2 separate regions of the Mus musculus genome follow, and region 2 is linked to region 1. A link is a contact called in public HiChIP or PLAC-seq data. All regions are on one chromosome and are shown on one strand. The core of a region is the stretch at or near the end of the contact, and the rest is flanking DNA. Distances in the headings are between cores, read along the strand shown. Region 1 overlaps Rarres1 (retinoic acid receptor responder (tazarotene induced) 1). Region 2 has its middle 18 kb from the start of Il12a.

Region 1 (6,172 bases), core at 1,644-4,143:
GGGGTGCCTGGGCAAACGAGCAGAGAGTGTGGGATAGAGAGTGCTGCAATGGTCAGAGGTCAAGCTCCTACCCAAGTGCAAATCCAGAGATGACTTTTGTGGCTTGGGAAATTGGATTTGCCAGTAAGTGCTGAATGTCTCCTGCTGCCCACATACTCTGTTGAGTGCCAAGATAAATGAACTGTGCTGCACTCCAGCTGAGTCACTGCAGAGGGCAGGGCACATCTCTTGGAGACGGCTCCACTGCCCATTAGCTGCTGACCTGAAGTGAGATAAATATGGCCCCTACGGCAGCAGCCCAGAATGGCCCAGACAGCCACTCAGCCAGCCCTGGGGAAGAGGGGCTGAGTACAGGCACAGGGTGTCTTGTCAGCTAAACCTCCCCAAGGCCAACAACAAAACGCTAGAAATGTCACCTCAGGTTCTAGACTTCCCTGAAATCTGCACTATAATCTATACACACTTTCTTTTTTCTTCAAAAACTTCTATTTCTTATTTGTAGAGTCAGCTCTTGGGTCCTCATTCTAGGATGCAAAATGGTCAGCTAACGCAACTCAGCTTTGGGTAGCATTAGTCTATTGTAGAGATGAACAGAACATGACACCCTTGAGCCTTGTTTAAATAATGAGACACATCACAATTCATAGCTGAAATTGAGCATCTGTCCAGATTTGCAAATGTAAATAATCGATCTTTTTAAGGTTCAGTGATTTTATACATACGTGTATACATGTATTTTCCTGACATAGGAAACCCAGTTACTGATCATACCAGGTATGCTGATGCTGTGCAGAGGAGTCTTCAATTGCTTCATCTGCTTGTAAAGCCGATAATCCTTCTCTTGTCTCTTCACTTTATCAAAGAGCCGTGCGCACGTTACATTAACGGCCGGTCTGGGTTTTTCATTCTTGAAAAACACCCTCGCAGAACATTTGCCCAAACGTTCACCTTCCTGAAAGAAAGGTTTGACGTTACCCAGGAAGGTCCCTTACCAACTGTGCTCACTGCAACTCACACAAACACACGGACGGAGAATCCAGTGAGATTGGCAGGCCATCACAACAGATGGAGCTTACTTTATAGAAGGTGGGTTTTCCTGCTCATGGCTTGTGATTAAGGTGAACTGTAAACTGGCTAGAACCCAGACACACCTGGGAGATGGGCCTATAGGCATGACTGTGTTAATCAGCCTACCTGCTGTGGGTGTCTGTGATCCTGGCCTGTATACGTGGGGAAAATGAGCTGAGCCACCCATATATTCACCTCTCCTGCTTTCTGGTTGAAGGTGCAGTGACTTCCCTGCTGTGGTGGACTATGAGACAAATCCTTTGTGTCTGTCTGCTTTTGTTAGTATTTTATCACAGCAACAGAAAGGCAACCGAGACACGACAAGGGAGACACGACAAGGTAGTCTTCCATCTTTGTTGTCCCTTTAGCATTATCTTTCTGATTGCCTCTGTACATAATAATGCCAGGCCTCTTGCAAAGAAATAGCATTGATGTCTGTTGAGCCCTTCTTGGCTCAAATGTCTAAGGGAAGGGCTGCCTCACTCTATCTGGAACCAACTCTTGGCTGATTCCTTGGGTCCTTGAATATTAAGCTTACTAACTTGAATTGGAAGACAGAGCTGGTTCCTATTAATGAAAACACCAGCATGTCCACGCATGAATTTGCTCCTTTCATTCCATATTTAAAGACCAAAATGCTAAGTTTAAAAAAGAACTCACTCTACATCTTAAGTTCTCAGTACTTGAATAGGTGGTCCCTGTCTGAGCTCAGCTACTAACCCCTGCTATAATAATTCTGTGTACCTATCCTGAGATCTAGTCCAAGTTAGATACCTCAATCATCCTCATCTTGTGGCTTCTGTGAGCACCCTCACTTATTTCAAATCCCAAAACATCATAGATTCTCCTAGACTTCAGTTTTCTGCTCTTGAATAGTAGTTATTCAATACGACTACTTGAATAAAGACCATTTTGGTCAATGGTCTTTAACTTGACCATTAAAGCCAAGGACTTAGCCCCAGAAAACTGCGCATGCTCATACCATCAACATTAGACTTAGAACAAGGAGTTCATAGTCACAAGCCACAGCCCAAGCCAAGCCATGGGCTCCTAGTCTGGCTGTCGTATCCAAATGTGGCTGGTGGAACAGCTGAAAGCAGCAACCTTCATTTCTTTTCTGTGGTTTAAATGGCACCCTGGTTAAGGCAAGATCCAGAAATAAACTCGAAGGGCCCACAGTGAAAGAAATTATAATCAAGTTGGATCTTCAAAGTAAGCCTGCTTCTAGAACTAGTTCGGAAAACTGAAATAAGCTTGCCATGTGCAACTTTTCTCTTACAGTGCCTGTTCTGGGCGGAAGGAGGGGCTTCTGGGGCACATTAGCATGCTAATTGCTGGTGCTCCTTAGAAGAACTGGAAGGTTCCCATCAGAGCAGCCTTCCCACTCCTTTGGTGTCTGCCATCCGCAGTGAAGAGGACAAGAGCTGGGCACAATGTCTCCTCTGTCTAACCCACCAGACAGCTCCATGGAAGCAGTGCCTGGAAGATGAACAGCTGACTTCCACTCCTGCTAGCCAGCTGCACTCATGTGGACTTACTACAATCCCAAGTCCAGAGCAACGTGTTGTTGGTCAGGGAAAAAAACAAAACAAAACAAAAAACCAGTAATTATTATCATCCCATTAGCTTTACTCTCAGGCTGTCAGTTTGCAAAACTAAAAATTAAGGGCATCTTCCTAATCCTTTGAAACAAATTAACTCTAAGGTTAATAAGCCAAGTGGGTTTATTGTTTGTGAATTCTGGTAAGCTTTCTTCCAGAGGCACTGGGTTAGGGATGGCCTTGTCCCTGATGCTCTGCCTCCCTGTGACCCTTTGATGTGCAGCATGGCCTGAAATTCCCAGGCTTAGACTCAGACCACCACTGCTGACAATCTGGGCTGGCCTAAGCCTAGCTCCTCACAGGGGTGTTCATCTGCTTCTGATTTCCACATTGGGTTTCTTCTTACTCTTTCCTGAAAATGGGGTGAAGGCAACTTAGCGAATCATGGGGTGCGTGGCCAGGATTGCAGTGAGGCAGGTAATGCCGGAAGCCTGCATGGGCCCTGCTCCGTGTTCTATGCAATGTGTCTACGTATGTGATTCTTTAACCTGATATGGAATTGGCCTCGTGCTATGCCAGCCTGCCAACTAGAAATGTCACCAGCTGACAGGAAAAAGAACATATTGGCACTCCATGGTGAGTCACTTTAAGGACTATGAAGTGTAAGGAGGGACACCCAAGAGAGCTGTGAAATTCTCTCCCAGGGGCCCTAAGGAAGAGGGAAACGACAGTCATGTGGACACTTTAAAATGCAGATGTGTAAAGCGCTCATTGTTGAAGGCCTTAATAAAAGATCAGAAAAGGGAGCTGGTCCCCAGGCATGGTCTAGTGATTCCAAACTGCTGCCACAGAGTGCTCTAGCCACTGAACTGCAGCCTGACACTTGGGACCTGAGCCTTTGACCAGGACAGATATATGATCATGCGGAATTCCTCTAATTTGCATGGCCCCTGTTTTACATGGCTGAGACTGCACATCTGGAAATCATGTGCAAAGTGGCTCATGCTAACTCCTACAGCAGTACCTGCCAATCACAACGGTCTGCCTTCACGTGACAGGACTTGTACATCATAAAACGGCACTCAAAGAAACACAAATGCTGGGCACAGGAGACCAAGCTACAAGTCATTTGGTCAGGTGGGCCCTGGAGGTCCTCAAAACATCATGACTAAATAGTAGGGCCCTGTTACAGAAGACACCAACCATGTTTGCAGAACTCCAAGAAGTCAGTCTCAAACTGACCAGGAAAAGCTCCCTGCAGCCTGGTTCTCCTAGAGCTGGAAGGTGCTCTGCAGGCTGCTGGAGGTGGAAAGGTGATCAGAGATTCAGCACCCTGTAAGCTACAACATGGCCTGCCAGGAAAGCACCATTGTCATGATGGTTGCTGAGGGAACCATCTAGACAGTTTCTACTAGAGTGTGAGGTCTATCCCATGGGAGTAACTTCATGTCTGGTACTGTAAGCCTTATCTTGGGAAATCGTAGGTCCCAGGGGTGCCGTTTCGATAAATAGTCACATTGTCACACTGCGGAAACTATTTATGTTTATTTCCATAGGTTTAGGTCACTTTCAACCTTGGTCAGAGATCTTTCTTTTTGCAGTGAGTTGAAGTCAATGCCCAGACTCATGACTGGTCAAAATGCTGAGGATAAATGCCTGCGTTCTCAGCCATAGATGAACAAATGGGATATCTACATCAACCTCCCTCATCCAAGGCTTGGGGAACATCAAAGAAGAGTGCAGAAAGAATGGAGGAGCCAGAAAGGTGGGGATGAAAAGGACGGAAAGGCTGTCTTTGTGTGTATGTGTGTGTGTGTGTGTGTGTGTGTGTGTGTGTGTGAGAGAGAGAAAGAGAGAGAGAGAGAGAGAGAGAGAGAGAGAGAGAGGAGAAGAAGAAGAAGAAGAAGAAGAAGAAGAAGAAGAAGAAGAAGAAGAAGAAGAAGAAGAAGAAGAAGAAGAAAAGAGAAGAGAAGAGAAGAGAAGAGAAGAGAAGAGAAGAGAAGAGAAGAGAAGAGAAGAGAAGAGAAGAGAAGAGAAGAGAAGAGAAGAGAAGAGAAGAGAAGAAGAGGAGCACTGGCTGTTCTTCCAGATGATCCAGGTTGATTCCCAGCACTCACATTCTGGCTCACAACTGTCTGTAACTCCAGTTTTAGGGAATCCAGTGTCTTCTAGCCTCCAAGGGCATCAGGCACACATGCAGTACACAGACATACATGCAGTCAAAGCACCCATACACAGAACCAGTTTTTAAAGCTGTCTTCCCTGACATGGCAGATGTGGTGGCCTGTTGAGGCCCCACTCCTAGCTGAGGAACTATTGGCAGTTGATAGCCAATGGGGAGGGGAGACTCACTTTTCCTTGGTGATGCAGCCACTGGTAGGTTGCCCATGCCCCAGTGTATGGCCCCCAATATATCTGTATGTGAACAATACTAATCAGCCTCAATGGGCTACTCCTAATAATCACAGTAGTAATAATAATGTACTTGGAGGAGGAAGGTAGGTTGGTGGGTGTCAGGGGGAATTGGAGAAGGTCCTTGGGAGGTAGAGAAGTTCAAATACATTGTATATGTATGAAATTTTCAAAGAATAAATTAAAATACTTAAAAATGAAAGCTGAGCATATTGATTTAAGAAAATATTTGCTATAATTGTAAAACTCAATGGAGTCTCCCCAGCAATCCTGCCTTGCCTACAGGCTACTTTCTAGTTACTGCCCATCCCCCTGCCCTTTTTGCAGCACGCTCAAAAAGCTATTTTCCTATCACTGTAAAGGGTGAGTTCACTTGCCGCCTGCCAGTCCACCCCACTGCTGTGGTGGGCACTCAGTCTCTTATGCTTTGTTCTTTCATTCTTGCAAACAAGTAGGATGAAAAATGAAAATCTCCAGGCTTTACTTGTTCATATTCTCACTTCTTCCTCTAAAGGCAAGACAGGACATATGGACCTTGCTAATAGGCTGCATCGCTAATCGGGACGGCTTACCTGCTCGGGGTTGTATTGCTCTGTGCTAAATACCAAGTCCACTTCGCAGCCTTCTTGAGGGTTGACCTGAAATACAAAAACTTCATCTTAACACAGTGGGAGAAATATAAGCATTTTCATATCCATAATATTCCTGTTGGGTTATGGTGGCACTCATCTTTAATCCTAACACTTGTGAGGCAGAGGCAGGCAGATTCCTCTGAGTTTGAGGTCAGCCCACTCTATGTAGTGAGTTCTAGGACATCAGGAGCACAGGGAAAGCAAAGCATGGTCTTGGGGCTGGAGAGATGACTCATTGGTTAAGAGCATTTTCTCCCCTTTCAGGAGACCCAGGTTCAATTCCTAGCACCCAGATTGTGGCTAAAAACTGTGTGTAACTCCAGTACCAAGGGAATTAGTGCCCTCTTCTGGACTTCAAGGGCACCAGACATGGGTATAATGCATTTACATACATGCAGATACATATTCATACACATAAACTTTTAAAAAATATTAAAAGCATTATGTCCTTGGGCACTGTGGTTTGTCTGTGGAGTTGCTGTATACATATATATATATATATATATATATATATATGCC
Region 2 (6,172 bases), core at 1,996-4,495, 1.2 Mb after region 1:
AAAAGGTTGTGAAATTTTAAGAGATGAGGACTGGATGGTAGAAATAGGTCATCGGGTTCAGGCTTTTAGGGCATCAGCTCAGCCAGCTACCAGCTAGAGCCCTCTAAGGCAGCCGTGGAGTGACACTGCCGACCCTGCCGCAGGCACTGCTATTCCAACCTCTCCCAGCCCTGTGGACTGTATCCCCTCCAACTAGGAGCCAAACAAATCCCTGCTTTCTCAAGTCCTTCCTGTCGGGTAGTCTCCCACAGAGACCGGAAACGGAAGTAATACTCTTACTCAAACAGGTTTTGAAACGAAGGCAAAGACAAAAACTCCCAGAATTGATTCAAGCCACTCGTGTCCTTATTTCTGTAACAGAACCTTTTGGCTTTTTACCTTTTACTTTTTAGCTTTCCAAGCTTGCCTGAGGAGACTAATGTTGCTATAAATGCAAGGAGTGTCTTCTCAGCTGAAAATCAAGCTTGTAGCAAATGGGTTCAGCCCTTCTGAGACAGGAGCCGGCTGTGAATGGGCTAATGCAGGATGAAGGTGGGTGACTGGCTCAAGGAACTCTAACCAAGGAATGTCCATCAACACGGGGCAAAAATGAACAGAACTCCATCTATGGACTCCAGGGCACAACTGCAAGTCTGGCCAGCAGTCAGAATTCACCCAGGGCCTCCCAACAGCGTCAGAAACTGGAAAGCCATCGTCAGAACTCCTCAGACCTGTGTATCAGGGAGGCCTGGAAATGTCTGAAATCTCCATCCCAGCACTGCATCTCAGGTCCCCTAACCTGGGGTTAAGCCTTTCAGCAGGCACCAACTGCTCTACCCCAGGAACTCCAGACCATGGGCAAATGTCCAGCCCCACCATTCTCATAGGGACACAATCATCAAACAGGGGTCCTTAGAGAGTGTCATGAAATATGCTTCTACATGAAGACGTGAAGAGGAAGCTTCCTGTGAACCCAAGCACCAATATAACCCAGCAAGCTCAGGATACAGAAGAGTCCCCCTCCTCATCTGATCAGGAATTAATAGTAAAATATTTGGTTTAAATAAAAACATCTCAGAAACTGAGAGGCTCTGCTCACTCTTCTAATAAAAGAACAAGGAGGGACATACAGTTGTCCCAAACCAGTGACAATATCTGTGTGAGCCTCTCTACCTGGACTACATCCGCCGAGCCTCAGTCCAGGCACCAGAGAGCTGGGTTCAAAACCACCTGCTGCCCACAGAACCAAGATGACAGCAAGAGCAGAATAGGATGCTTTAAAAAGTGAAAAAGTTATACTACTCTTTCAGAGGACACACGTTCTGTTCCCAGTACCCACATCAGGTGGCTCACAGTCACCTGTATCTCTAGGAGATGCCCTCTTCTGAACTCCATTGGCCATACATTCACCTGCATACACACACACACACACACACACACACACACACACACACAATTTCAAAATAAAACAGTTAAAAAGTGACTCATAGAATTGATAGTGAAACGTAATAGTACATCACTTAGGTAGCAAACACAGGACCCTGATTTTGACTTCCTACCCCCGCCCCCCACTCTACCCCCACCCCCAATAACTTGTAAGTAAATAACAGTGCAAAGAAAACAGTAACCATGGTTAAAGGGTGATTTCTCTCCATCTACAATTTGTGGATTCTTTTTAAAACAGTTGAATAAACATATCTATTATGTTAATTTCCATCAACAAAATCCCTGGAGGGGGCCACATCCACCACCCTCCTCCCCACACACCTTCCCAACTCCTCGTGGGATCCATTGTTCTCCTGAGAGAATCCTTGAATGATAAGACACTTGTTCCATCCCTGGGAGGCAGAGGCAGGCCAGAGACAGAGAAACAAAGATCAGATACGGTCTTCTTGGTTGTGCCTCAACTAAACGTATCTCTGCTATACATTCGCCCGCTTCCCAAAGTAAATGACCCTGAATTGAGAATCAGACCTTGCAGTTTTACCAGAGCAGGGGGAGGGAATGATACGCGAAGGTCCTCTGAGAAGATGCTTGAATTTCTCCAGAGAAAACGCCAGAGGGCAGCAGACCTCCAGAGATGTCCTGGAAAAGAGCTTGGCTTTTCAGGAAGTAGACCAGCCCGGCCTGGAATGGCATTCTGAAATGAAGTCATTTGATGTTTGGTTGCTTGATTGGTTGGTTGGTTGGTTGGTTACTTGCTTGCTTGTTCCCCCACCCCCACCCCCACCCCCACCCCCACCCCCACCCTACTCCCGTTTCTGGGGATTGCTTCTTCCAACATGCTGGGCAATTGCTCTGACTTTGTTACTTTTCTTCTTATGAGAAAATATCTGACAAGATGCAATTTAAGGAGCGAAGGGATTATTTGGGGTGAGGGGGATCACAGTTTCAGAATACAGGGGAACAGTCTGTCATGGTGGGCATGACACAGCCGTGTAAGAAGTTCTGTGTGAACTTCTGTAGTTCTATGTACTGCATAGTTGGCAGTAAGGGACCTGAGAGAGATGGAGCCTGGGGCTCAGATCTCTCCTTTCCCAACCGAATAAAGCCATCGAGGTGATGCTGAGCACATCTTAAACCCCAGGGGAAGCACCTTCACAGGCACAGCCAAAGTGTGTCTCCTAGGTGACTCTAAACTCTGTCACCTCAAAAACCTCCAGAGTAACCTCGCTGGCCTGAAACCTGCTTGGACTTCTAGTGTACCCTAACGGCACAATTATACACGTCTGCATTTTTAGAGTAGAAAATGTGTAAGTAGAGTTCCCTGAGAAGCAACTTGGTGCTCTGATCATATAAACTATAAATAATCAAAGGTTTGAATTGTTTTGAGCTCAAGTGTAGCAATGTGACCAAGAGAAAGAGTGAGAGAAAAAGGAACAGAGACAGAGACTCACAGAGAGACAGAGAGAGAGGATCTTAAAAACAGAGGAATGAACCCTATGGTCTGGCTTGAGTCCAGACAATTGTGGCCCTTACTGGTTTCCCGTGTTCTGTTACAGTGTGGGCAAGCTTCACTGGTGCCACCCAGTGGCCTCCCTGAGCACTGCTTCAGTGCCTGGAGATGGGCGGGCTCAGTCTATACTGGCTGGGTCTCTAGTTGCAGACAGCCTTCATCTTCCTTTTACTAAGACTTGTCTCCGGCCTAGAATTTGACAAGCACCTGTGTCTGAGTGGATGTTGCACTCCTGGAGCAGATGGGGACAGAGGCTTTGAAGACAAGTAAGCGTTTGTTTAGGTCACCTGAACTGGAATTTCAGCCCTTCCTCTAACTGCGGCATGAGTCATCATTATTAAACGGTGGTAACCCCGTACTTACCACTGAATTTGCATAATCCTCTGAACTGAAGTTTGTAAGCAAACAGCCAACACTTTTCATATTAAAAATTGCTCCCCGACACTCACGTTGATTTCATGTAAGCTACTAATTCATATAATTTCCTGCTTACCTTCCAGGGCAGAGACGACATCTTTCAAGCAGTTATCAAAATACTGGGCAAGAACAGCACTCTGCCCTCATCTTGCTTCAAATTCAGTGATCTCAGTGTGCATATTGTGGCTTCTGTCTAATGTCATCAGTATTGCTATGTTCCTGCTCCAGCTGGGCGAAAGCCATCTTAATCCACTCTCCCCAGCTTCCTAGGCAGGGTAACTAACTACATATCTGCTCAGGGCATTTCAGCCTTCGTTCTACATAAGAATAGATGATGCATTTAATATTTCCTCACAGTTTTATACTCACTTATAACAAAACAAACTCCTTATTTAAGAAGTGCATGTTAACCACCTTTAAGACATTCCTACACAGCCAAAAGCTCATTGCTTCTTTTTTAAAAAAGTTTTTATTGATTCCTGTGAATTTCATATCTTGGGTCCCAATCCCACTCATCTCCCCATTCCTTCATATCTGCCTTGCAATCTCCCTCCTAAAATAAAACAAAGAATATAAATAAATAACTCTCACTGTGGAAGCTGTGGTGTGTCCCACAGTAGACCCTTCTGCCCAAACAACTTTCCTTGCAAATGTTCATTGCCATGAGTCACTGGCCTGGTTTGAGGCCTCTGGCTTCTGCTATACTATCAATAATGGATCCTCACTGAGACTCCTCTAGGATATCCTGTTGTTACCCTGTGTCACGGAGAGCCTGCAGCTTTGGATCTGCAGGACTGGCCTTTCAAGTATTCTAGTATTTTGTAGATGGGGTGGATGTTGGAATGGTCCAACTCAAAGCCCTGGATCTGGGCCTGGGTGGGAGCTGAGTTGGTCAGCTACCAGCTCTCCTGTACCTACAAAACCAGGAGCTGTTCTGCTCTACTGCAGGACCCACTCTTCTGAGTACTGTAGCCAATGAGTGGTGGAGCCAGTTCTCCTTGTTCTCATAACCTGGGGGGAAAGCTCATCTGCCTGCAGGAAGTGAGTGGGTATAGTAGGTTGGCCTGATGCTGCTTGTATTCTAATGCTAGTATTGAGCCCCAAGACCTGGTTGTCCCAGAGGGGATCTGCATGTAGCCCCACCCGACACCATGTGACCTTGATCCCAAATTATTCCTGATTGGTAAATAAAGATGTTGTGGTGAGTTTTGGCTACGCAGCTTTGGCTCCCAGCGGATCACACGAACACAGCCACCAAGGAACTATCTTCAGATCCTCGAATGAAAGACAAGCATACATTAGCTTATTTTAAAAATGCATTGGCTACCTCAAAGGCTGGGCACTCCTAAGTCTTCTGCTACTCCAGTCTCACATGGCTGGTTGGCTTTATTTCCTGCCGCTCCTGCATCCCATTCTTCTACCCTGAGTGGACCTTTAGTGTTGGGACATGCAGATTCCTGATTGAATCAAAGCATTAGAACCAACCTCCAACATAAACGTGCTGACAGCCAATAGCTGGGTAGAAAAGACTTAGGAGGAATTTAGGATTTCTGGGCTTGGGAGAACCACCCAAGGGAAAAGAAGGTGAAGGAGGAGGAGGAAGACACCAAGGGTTGGAAGTCCTGAAAATTCAGCCCATTGGAGTTAAGAGCAGCTCAGATGAAACACAGTACGTAATAACTCTGTGTTATCAATACGGAAGTATATTCTATAGCAAAGAGGGTAGATATCTGCCCAACTCTTGTGCTGTTTAGGCTTTATTGTAAATAGAGAGGCTGTGTGTGCTTTTATTTTGGAACTGATAAATCAAAGGCGGGGTAGAAACCCTGGATAGGGATTAAAACTTTCAACAACAGGTGAGGTGCATCTCCCCCTCCCCCACACCACCTCACAGGTGAGGGGCAGGGCCAGCTCTACTGTGCTCCTCAGGGAAGGGGCTGCCCGCTCTTCCTAGTACTGCACCCAGTACGGAACAGGCTCACCTCTCCCTAACTCACTCCACTGGGGCCAGATTTCCCACCCCAGAGCTACCAGAGTCAACTCTCCCATGCTGTCCAGGTGAGAGGTAGAGACAGCTCTCCCGCCAGAGGCAAGGGGCAAGGCCAACTCAACACAATGCTTGGACATCAACATGGTTTCAGACAGTAACCCAGGCCGGGCACATCTGCACAGCCTTTGATGGTAACACATGCCTCCAACATCAACATAGACCCTGGCTGTGACAGGACCCTGGGTCTAGACATGCTCCCAGCAGCAGCATGAGCCAGGAAGTCACTATGGCTTCAGGTGGCAGCCAAGACCACTGATATGGGGATGCCCTCCCTTCAGATAGCAGCATAGACCCCAGATGTAGTAGGGCCACAGACCTTGGAGGCAGCCGGGGTCCAGATATCACCATGACCCCAGTGGTTGCTCAGACACCTCACATCCTCCTGTGCCACACCATCATCTCATCTCCAGTTCCCTCTCTCTACAGTGCAGGGACCACTCAGCTTTGCCTCTGCTTTCTCTCCATCATCTCCATTCTCTCATTGTAGTGGTACCCATTGCAGAGCCTGGAGTGGGTGTTTGGATGTCTCTCTCTTCCGGCTCCCCCCTAGTCCATTGCTTCTTAACAGTTTTTAAAGACTGAACAATTTATTCCTTTATATGACATAATTGCTAGGGAAGTGTGCTGGCTAGTTTTATGTCGACTTGACACAAGCTAGAGACACATCAGAGAAGGAGCCTCAACTGAGAAAATGCCTACATAAGATCGACCTGTAAGGTTTTTCGGGTTTGTTTTGTTTTGTTTTGTTTTCAGAAATAATGGTAACTCAA

Evidence for each region. HiChIP or PLAC-seq counts read pairs in DNA pulled down with a chosen protein or histone mark.
Region 2: a contact with region 1 is called in an H3K27ac HiChIP or PLAC-seq map of large pre-B cells, with 5 times the contacts expected there. The contact joins two enhancer-like sites. A contact is called at or near these places in 3 of 39 promoter capture datasets (embryonic stem cells, pre-B cells and stem cell-derived epiblast-like cells) and 1 of 115 datasets of contacts at active chromatin or transcription factors (large pre-B cells).

What each region holds. Positions count from the first base shown.
Region 1 is chr3:67,490,153-67,496,324 of GRCm38.p6, forward strand. Rarres1 (retinoic acid receptor responder (tazarotene induced) 1) reads right to left here. Exons shown (of 6, transcript NM_001164763.1): 2 at 5,594-5,659; 3 at 772-952. Among named protein-coding and RNA genes, the nearest start is that of Gm40067, 22 kb to the right of the region's middle. Within about 2 kb of position 2,894, at least 25 of the 459 cell types and tissues checked have an H3K27ac peak or open chromatin away from gene starts, as enhancers often do.
Region 2 is chr3:68,706,361-68,712,532 of GRCm38.p6, forward strand. No RefSeq gene overlaps it. Among named protein-coding and RNA genes, the nearest start is that of Il12a, 18 kb to the left of the region's middle. Within about 2 kb of position 3,246, at least 73 of the 459 cell types and tissues checked have an H3K27ac peak or open chromatin away from gene starts, as enhancers often do.